Regions from separate parts of the Capsicum annuum genome. Here region 2 is linked to region 1. The links are chromatin contacts, called in public Hi-C maps. All regions are on one chromosome and are shown on one strand. The core of a region is the stretch at or near the end of the contact, and the rest is flanking DNA. Distances in the headings are between cores, read along the strand shown. Region 1 holds the start of LOC107868012 (ADP-ribosylation factor-like protein 8b). Region 2 holds the start of LOC107868011.

Region 1 (4,776 bases), core at 1,866-4,365:
AATTAAAATATTGTTCAAAAAGAAAAGGGTCATTCTTTTTGAAACAGACTAAAAAGGAAAGTAAGTCATTCTTTTTGAAACAGAGGGAGTATTCAACTCACAAAAGTCCAAATTTATCACAAACGAAAGAGTTCTTTCAAAGAAATTTTTTGTAGTGATAAAAATTAACAATAGAGGGCTCGCAAAGGTTTTTCTTTTAATACCACGATATCACGGCCACTTTGTGACCACTTACTAGTTCGCCTAGGATATCTGCTACCTCTTACCAATATATACCAAACAAAGAAATCGCTTAGTTTTTTGGTCTTTGATAAGATTTGAACCTACAACCTCATAATTCTCAACACAAGTACCAAACGAGCCTTTTTAGGTATGACCAATCTCATGTAAAAGCTTAAGCAAGTAGAGAGAACACATTTAATCTAAGTTGCTCGAATTCGGGTGAGGGTGTCCAATACGGGTGGGGATCTAGAGGATCCTTCATAAGCAAAATTTTATGATTCTGAAATACGAATCTAGGTATAGATATGGGTGAGGGAATTCAGATAAAAATAAAGTTCTTCTAAAACCTAAATTAGGTGATATCATGTGGGAACTTGAGAAATAAATATTGATCAAAAGGAGAATCCTAGAAGGTGTCAAGGAGATAAAAGGAACAGCAGCGGCATAGTAATTTCCATATACAAGGTATTCAATTTGCTTCAAAGTACCAAAAGTCGATCACTCCTTTTCACTGAATCAGTCCGGAATTTTCTCTCAATTTTGGTCAAAGTATCCAAAATTTTTTTGAAGCAAAAAAAAAAGGTGATCTACTGTTGTAGTCTTCTTGACATATCAAGTCAAGAGGGCGAGGCTCCTAGCAATGGGGGGAAAGGGGAGTGGGTAAGCGGGCTCCTTTCCGCCTTCTTAGTTAACTGCGGAACCCGCCATTTAGCCGTCTATCTTTAGATATGGAGGGCTTATGAGTCATAGAATTTGAAGCCCAAAAAGTTTTTTTGTTGTTATTCTTCATCATAAGCTAATTCCTTTGCCCTCTAGTAGCAACATGCAACGCTTTCAAGAGTAAGTTTCCGGAAGAAAGACGGTCGTGTGCGAGTCGGCTGGGAAAACACAAGCGCCCGGTGACTAGGAAATGGGTTTGCCCTTGAATTGAAGTGATGAGGTCCGAAAGAGGGAAGTAGGGCTCTGAGTGGGACCTTTCCTCGTGAATTGTCTTCTTCGAGGCCAATTGATTCGGTTTTCTTGAAATCAACGAGTGGACTTGAAATCATAGATCCATTTTGTGATCCACTCATGTAAAAGCTTAAGCAAGTAGAGAGAACACATTTAATCTAAGTTGCTCGAATTCGGGTGAGGGTGTCCAATACGAGTGGGGATCTAGAGGTCAGATCCTTCATAAACAAAATTTTACGATTTTGAAATACGAATCTAGGTATAGATATGGGTGAGGGAATTCAGATAAAATAAAGTTCTTCTAAAACCTAAATTAGGAGATATCATGTGGAGAACTTGAGGAATAAATATTGATCAAAAGGAGAAACCTAGAAGGTGTCAAGGAGATAAAAGGAACAGGAGCGGCATAGTAATTTCCATAAACAAGGTATTCAATTTGCTTCAAAGTACCAAAAGTTGATCACTCCTTTTCACTGAATCAGTCCGGAATTTTCTCTCAATTTTGGTCAAAGTATCCAAAATTTGTTGACCAGATTAGGTACGATCCTACACCCCACACCCACACCTATACCCATATCATGTCGACAAGAGTACGTCACCAAAAATAAGAGTCCGAGTAACTTATCATTTAATTATTTAGGTGTCCATAGAGTCAATAAAATATTAATGGTAATTGCGTTGAGTTATATGTATCATCTCATTTACATTCCCGAAACAAAAAGGGAAAATACAAGTACTAGCAAATCATAAATTAATATTCAACTCACAAAAGTCCAAATTTATGAGCTCACAAAGGGTGTTTCTTTTAATAACATGGTATCAAGATCAACTTGCATGCATTTGAAAGATGTGTAGCGGTGAAGTCAAGAGATTCTGGAATCTCTCTTTCCTGTGCCATCAAGAATAGAAATAGCCAGCAAGGTTTCCTTCCTTATTATACACGCGTGCAAGGGATTATGTTTCCCCAGCAAGAACCACACATGCAAGTTTCCCTGCACGTGGCTCATCCGTGCTTTCCTAGGCGCTGCTTGTGCCTCAACATGGAAGAAGGGGGCAGAACTGCATACTTTCATGTTCAGAGCATTGTTCGAGTGAGTAGGCATCACCTATCAACCAAAGCTTTCTAGAAGAGGCAGGGCAGGTTGCTCCCAGCTCCATCTCGACCGGCATCATGGAGCTTTCCTCTCTTTCAAGGACAGCAGCTAGTTTAAGTTCAATGTCGCCGGATTTCTAAGCACTAGTCTTTCCTTCTCACCTGCTTGGAGGCCGGGGTTAGAAGGACCGAGATTGATCTCAGATTGGGATCTATCGAATTTGCAACCCGCCTAAATAAAAGTCAAATCCTTATTGTAGGGGACTAGAGCTCGCTGGCTAAGCCGCATTTTCTGCTTTCCATGCATTTGGCATTTGTCCTGAAAAGCCCTTAGTTGCTGGTCGAAGGTTTAAACCAATAGAAATTCTAGCTATCATATAAGTGTTAGACCTAAGCCCTACCAACACATATACCAAATAAAGGAATCGGCTAACATTTTTACTAAGTTTTTACATTACAAAATCCATCTCAGTTATATTACTCAATTTCAAACTAATTAATCAAGATTGGCCATATAATAAATCCTTGATGAAAAAAAACGTAAAAATGTTACATACCTTCGAAGCCAATTGAGCAATGCTTCCCAAAGACCCATGGAGATCTGTATAATGTTCAGTATAGTTGAGAGAGTTATATATCTCTCGCTCTCCTACACATACACACAAAAACAATTAATAATAATTATAATGATGTTTTTGTCTAGGTTCAAATTTGAACCATTTGGGAAATTTCGTTTACGTTGTGGCTGTTTATGGTATTTTGCGAAACGTATCGGTGATATGGAATCTGATTATTTATGATGGAAAGATAAAGTTGGAGTGACCGATTTGCCCTTATATTAATCTCGGTTTTACTGAATAGACCTCGGGATTCTCAGGTGCATTTAGCTGTATGCCAATTAGGCATGGGTCGTTTGGTAGGAATATAGGTAATATGGATTAACAATGTAGGGATTAGTAATGCAGAGGTTGGTTATTCAGGAATTATTTTTTATAAGTGTTTGATTCATTGTATTAAAAATAAAACATATCATGGATTGTGTTTGATTTAAAATTCTATAAAAATTTTCTTTACATTTATATCCTTAAATTTTTATGGGATTTTCTGTTACATTAAATTAGTCAAGTTAAAAACTAAAATATTAACAAAATTTGTTACTAATTTTCAGGTATGATATGCCACTACGAAAATCCTTAATAGCATGGTGTACTTTCAATATTTATTTTATTGGTTAAATATGCCTTAAATTATAGATTTAAGGCTACATAAATGTTTAAATACCTAAAACTTATTTTAAGAAAATAAATATTCCAGTCACCAATCCATGAACTAAATTTTTTTAATTTAAAAAGCCCCCTTCCCCCCATCAAGAAAAATTCAACCCAATAAATAAAGCAAATCAAATATGTTAAAAAAAAAAAAGCAAACATTAATTATGAAATCATCAAATTACAATGAATCGAATTTGAAAAATTAACTAGGATATTTATAACTAACTCAATATAATTAAAGGGGACATCAAATTATAAAAGAAATTTAGAAAAAGAAATTGAGGGATAATTCGGTCATTTAGGGGTCTTATCCATGAATTATTAAACCTTGGATAAGTTATCCCTCCACTTACTATGGATAAAATAATACGACATATGTTGTATAAGCAATCCACGTATTAAGTTAAAAGAAGTAACCAAACAATATATTGAATGAGACTAAATTTAATCCAAGGATTATTCTACTTAATACGGCCTACCAAACGGGTCCTTAGTGTCGGAAACAATGCAGCTAGCTATTGGCTAATACTTGTGTATGTTTGATTGGACGATCCTCTCAAGATAGTAAATAAATTGATAATTTATAATATCACTTTTATAATTAATTGATTATGAGTCATCTAAATATTAAAAAATAAACTTTCTTTGTTTCAATTTATTTGACATATTTTTTTAAAAAATTTATTTCAAAAAGAATGTTTTTAATTTTAACTTGCCACATACATGTTCAGATGCACGACATGAACAAGCATTTTACTATTTTAGATATACCTTTAATTTAAAATCATATGATTCAAAAATATCATTTTTTTTTAAACTTCGTACTAAGTCAAAATAAGCCAAATAAATAAAATAAAGGGACAAGTAACTAACAACAAGAACAATATAGTCACACAAATGGTCAAGTTTCTCTAAATTCTTTAAATTGAGCAAGTAGAATAATGAATCCTGAGTCCTATACTTTTTTTTCAAAACCCTAGGCGGCGCATGCAAAAATCATCCAATCTTTCAATACTTTTTCGATCAAAATGGCCACTTCATCCGATGGGAATACCCCATCAGAGGATTCTTCGAAACATATTATGGAAGGGGAACCTAAGGATAAAGTTACTGGTCCAAAATATGCTGACTTATTGAAACCTAAACCTTATATGTATGAGAATGATAAGGTCAATCCTAAACCGGTGGTAATGCTGCATGGTGAACCAAGCATCACATGGAAAGCTTCTGAGGTTCAGA
Region 2 (5,368 bases), core at 1,520-4,019, 280 kb after region 1:
TTTACTTGTTCATGCATCTATGTTCAGTTACTATATGTATTTCAGTTGGTCCTTATCTCACATACCAGTAAATTTAAAGTACTGATCGTATACTCTTCTCTTGTGTTATATTGTCGTATAACATAAGTTCAGACGCTTAGTTTTCCGACCATTCATAGATCGTCCAGCATCACCCAACAGCAGTAGTGGTGAGTCCTCCTCTATCAAGGACATGATATGCTTTACAGTTATTTTAGTATTTCTTTATGCTCAGTCAGTTGGAGTTAGTTGGGGATTTGTCCCATCAACTCATTATGATTCTTAGAGGCTTTCAGACAGTCAGTCAGTTTTTAGTTCTATCAGTTATTTTAGACGGATAGGCTAGTTTTCAATGTTTATCAGATACTTTAGATATGTCTTTTATATATTTCAGTACTCAGATTGATAGTACCTTATTGGTTTATTTTCCGCACATGTTATGTTACTATTATTTCATTCAGTGCTCACAACAGGTATCAATTCGTGTGTTAGCTTGGGGTCACTTGTGGCCTTAAGCACTGTGCCACGACTAGGGGGTAGCCTCGGGTCGTGACAAGTCCATAACAAAAATGGCTATTGATTTTTTTACGCATAAAAAATCTTTAAACCCAAATTTTGATTTTCAAAAAAGTTAAGGGTTGTAATTTTATTATTGATTTCATTGTCGTCACCCACCATTATTAAATATTCATAATTGTTTGTTAATTTAACGGTTGTCATACATTAGCTTGGATTCGTTGTCACGTCTTAAAATCCAGAATCTATAAGCTTGAAATTCTAGTTCCACCTCTAAACTTAACATAATAAAATATGTGTGTACAACTATAGTCATATAAGAGAAAAAAAATAAAAGAAAGTCATTTCTCTTTCTCAACATTCTAATTTGCCTTATCTATCATTCTATTTTTGCCGTCATTATGTTTCTAAAATATAATTTTAAGAAAAAAGAGAAAAAATATTTTTTAAGTTCATCAATAGAGCACATACATGAATAACAGAGAAGAAGAGGATTGAAAATTAAATAGATAAAATTATCATAGTTATAAGTTTATTATAAGACTCCATATCATTTTGTTCTGAATTTGCTTGATTTTCTCTCCCTTTGTATCTTTTTCACCTTCTTCTTGATTCCTACAAGAGCAAATAAAGAATATACTTATACTAAATTATTAGTTACTCTAAAAAACTTACGTAAAATTTTCATCCTTAAGCACCTAAAACAAGATATTGTAACTTTTATGTAACCAAAATTAATGTAAAGAAATTAAAAGAATATTCATACAACTTAAATGATCATTATTTGATTGGTAATTTAGCACTTTGCTTTTGTTGGTCTTGAATTTATCTAATGCAATTTAATTTTAAAAATCAGCCAACGCTAGCTCTTGAAAAATAAATAAAACCATAAAATTCAAATAAGAGGAGTATAATCTAAAAAATTAAAAGAAATATCCCTATTCATAAATTCTTTACGACTTAGTCAATTATAGTTCTTCACGTGAAAGAAATCGTATAATGCGATGATTAACATGTTCTTCCTCACCCTTATGTATGCTACTGTAATGAAGAAGAGGTAAAATAACCTTGAATGAAAATTTTCATGAAACAAAACATGAATTTATATAAGCAAAGCGGAGGAATACCATAAGGTATTCATAAATTTATAAATTAAATTTTGAGAATTATGAACATTAAAAAATAAGAGTTATGAATATTATTAATAGCATAATAATAGAAAATATAATGAACATGGATGAATATTTTTTGTAACTCATAATTATATATAATAAATATAATTTATTTATTTTAATTATTAAACAAATTATTCAATAAAAAGAATGAAGGAAAAAAATTTAAGGAAAAAAAATATAAATGGAGACCATAGAGAGATGCCACATAGGCATCTTTGTAACCCCCATTATACACATATATATATATATGATAAGAAGTAATTTTCATACTTAGAAATCTTTTATCGGTACTTAAACTTTCTATGCTTGTTGAAGTTATTTTCTTAGACGGTCATTCATGTTTTCAGAGTTGCATACAAAAAATATTTTTGATTTGCTAGGACAATTATTTCACTGAACTATCAATTTTTTTCTAAAAAAAATACTAACTACCTCCAAAGTTTCTTTCTCTTCTGTTTCGCATGTCATATCAGTAAATCATCATTTTCTTTTTATAATAAACCTATTAACTCATCAAATTTATTTAATCAAAATTATAATTTTATATTTCTTTAGAAAAGCTTATATTAATTTATTAAGAAGAAATTCTCATACTTAGGTACTTACCTTTTTTTATTTAGAGTTACTTTCCTGTGTGGTCATTCATGTTTTTTTATATATAATTGTCTAAATAATAGCACTAAATTAAATAAGTTATCTAAAAATTTTAATTAGCATATAAATAATATGATAAAATTTAAGTATGATAAAAAAATTCTAAGCATGAAAATTAACTAGTGCATTTTTTTTTTGAAGAAAAAGAATAAATTCATAATTTTGATTAAATGATTTTGATAAATTAAATAGATTTAGTATTTAAACAAAAAAAAATTAATGATATGATATGCCAATTAAGAGAGAAAATAATTTTTAGAATATAAAATAACTTTTTTAGAAAACTAATACTAATTGAATGATATTGGGGTAAGCATTAATATTTGAGCATAATTGATATTTAGAAGAAATTCTCAAAATTTTAGTTGCGATTCACTCTTAATATAAAATAGGTTCGGTTGGAGTATCATTGCACCACTTCCCCTTCTCGGCAAAGTCAAACGACCATTAAACACAACGAATATTGTTCTATTTAGGAAACTTTTTTTTTCTGGTCACTGTAAAATTTTGCTGTACAGATGGGGACCGACAGAGGAACTTTGGTCTGATGTTTCATCAATCATTATCATTATTAATTAAAGTCTTCATGAACATTAGTTCAAGATCCAACACCTAACTTTTACTCTATTCTCCTTTTCTCTAATTCCCTGTACCCAAAAGTGGGTTCTTTTGAACTCCTATATCTGATTTAGTGATATTGATATACAGAAATGAAATGCCCAAAATGGGTTCTTGAGTACTTGTATAGTAGTAACTGGTTTTGTGAAAATTCATATACACAGAATTATTATGATTAGTTTTAACAATTGTTTTTTGAGTTGACACACCATTTTACCATATGTCGAGAGATTTTCTTCAATCCACTTCAAGGTTATGTTCTGGTAAGCTTTTTTCCTTTCTTCTTTTCTTTTCGATTTTCTATAGAACTCTTAACAATTACAAGGTGGGGAATCGAACCTCACAATTCACAAGCAAGCTGAAAGTTCAGATAACTAATCAACTCAATACTAAGATGTCCATCTTTTTCCCTTCTAATTTCACTCCCTTTTTTTAGAGACCAATAATAATATGCGTTAAATGCTCTACTAATATTTCTGGAATTTGTTTGGTTCATGTTTTTAGAGGTTGGTTACCCAATGGTGCAAATTGTGGATCTTGAGCTGTTTTCAGATTAAGGATAGTTGTTATAGGGATCAAATTTGTGTAATTTAGATTATAATCTTGATTTAACATAATCTTTACCAAAATAAAAAGGACAGAAAAATTGGTTAGTGTAATTTTTGAGAGATGATTTTAGTCCAATCTATAGAATTTGGGGTTGATTTGGGTAATTTTCTCATTTGGTTGTAGTTTGCTTGGACCAAAGCTATGACTACAACAATAACATACCCAACGTAATTCCACGAGTGGGGTCTGGTGTGGGTAGTATGTATGTGGCCTTACCCCTGCCTGCCTCAGGAAGGTAAGTAGAGGTTGTTTCCATTGATCCTTGGCTCAAGTAAAGCAATACAAAGACCAATCATGTAAACCAAGTACAATAGTGAACAATCCATAATGAAACAAAGGAGAACAACAGTAACAACAATAAATAATATGATAATCAAAACCAAGGAAATAATAAAATCAAAGAATAAGATAATAGGAGGGTAATAAAACTATATTGATACAGTACTAGGCAACCCTCGAGTACCTACCAATCTTCTATCCCAATCTGCGATCTCCAAATCTTCCTATCTAGTGTCACGTCTTACCTTTCTCCAATCTTTGTCGACCTACCTCTACCTCTCCTTGTTCCCACTATGGCCAACCTCTGACATCTCTTCACTTGGATCAAAGTTGCTCGAAATTTATAAACTTGGAGGCTGTTTGTGCGTCAGTGTCAGATAGACTAATTCTCCGAATCTTAAAGGGACCATTTTGGTCAAAAATTCATTGGTTACACTTGTACATTGTGTTATAAATGTCTCAACAAATGACTTGTTAAACTTCACAAAACTTGATTCACTTTTTCTTTTCCGTGTTCTTTCTTGTTCCTTTAAGTTTTGTAATTTGAAATATTGATAAACTAGTTACGAGATATATGTTAGTATACAGATGTATCCATACATTTGTGAGAATGGCGGGAGGAGATTCAAAGCATTTTTCGGTCGAGACAGGGTTGCATCAGGGTTCGACTCTTCGTCCGTACCTGTTTGCGTTGGTGATGGACGTGTTGACGTGGAGTATTCAAGGTGAGGTGCCTTGGTGTATGTTATTTGTGGATGATGTAGTGCTGATTGATGAGACGCAAGGGGTGTGAATGAAAAATTGGAGGTATGTAGGCAAACCCTAGAATCTAAGGGGTTCAGGTTGTGTAGGTCCAAGACGAAGTATTTGGAGTGCAAGTTTAGTGACTTGAGGCAGAAGGACGAAGTGGTGGTGAGGTTGGATTCCCAAGATGTTTGTAGAGGGATAGTTTTAAGTATCTTGGGTTTTGGTCTATGATTCAGGGGAATGGAGAGATTGATGAGGATGTCTTTAATCATATTGGAGCAGGTTGGATGAAGTAGAGGCTTGCATCAGGAGTGTTGTGTGATAGGAAGGTGCCCCTTAAGCTTAAAGGCAAATTCTATAGAGTGGCAGTCCGTCCAGCCATGCTATATAGAGCGGAGTGTTGGCCTGTCAAGAACTCCCATATTCAAAAATTGAAGGTGGTGGAAATGAGAATGTTGCGCTGGATGTGTGGGCTTACTAGAGGGGATAGAGTTAGGAATGAGATTGTCCGGGAGAAGGTAGGAGTGGCTTTGGTGGAGGACAAGATGCGGGAAGGAAGGTTGAGATGGTTTGGGCATGTGATGAGGAGGAGCACGGATGTCCCAGTTCGTAGGTGTGAGAGGCTAGCTTTGGATGACTTCAGGAGGAGTAGAGGTAGGCCGAAGAAATACTGGAGGAAAGTGATTAGACATGACATGGAGCAGCTCCAGCTTACCGAGGACATGACCTTAGATAGGAAGGTGTGGAGGTCG

Evidence for each region. A called contact is a pair of places that touch in the nucleus more often than the background predicts.
Region 2: a Hi-C map of bud shows a contact between it and region 1, with 2.6 times the contacts expected there. The contact joins the promoter of LOC107868011 here to the promoter of LOC107868012 in region 1. A contact is called at or near these places in 3 of 5 Hi-C or Micro-C datasets (bud, leaf and placenta).

What each region holds. Positions count from the first base shown.
Region 1 is chr4:38,060,348-38,065,123 of UCD10Xv1.1, forward strand. It overlaps LOC107868012 (ADP-ribosylation factor-like protein 8b), which reads right to left and starts at 3,116. Exons shown (of 6, transcript XM_016714549.2): 1 at 2,824-3,116. The coding sequence starts at 2,861.
Region 2 is chr4:38,343,398-38,348,765 of UCD10Xv1.1, forward strand. LOC107868011 reads left to right here and starts at 2,770. Exons shown (of 3, transcript XM_016714548.2): 1 at 2,770-3,244. The coding sequence starts at 3,202.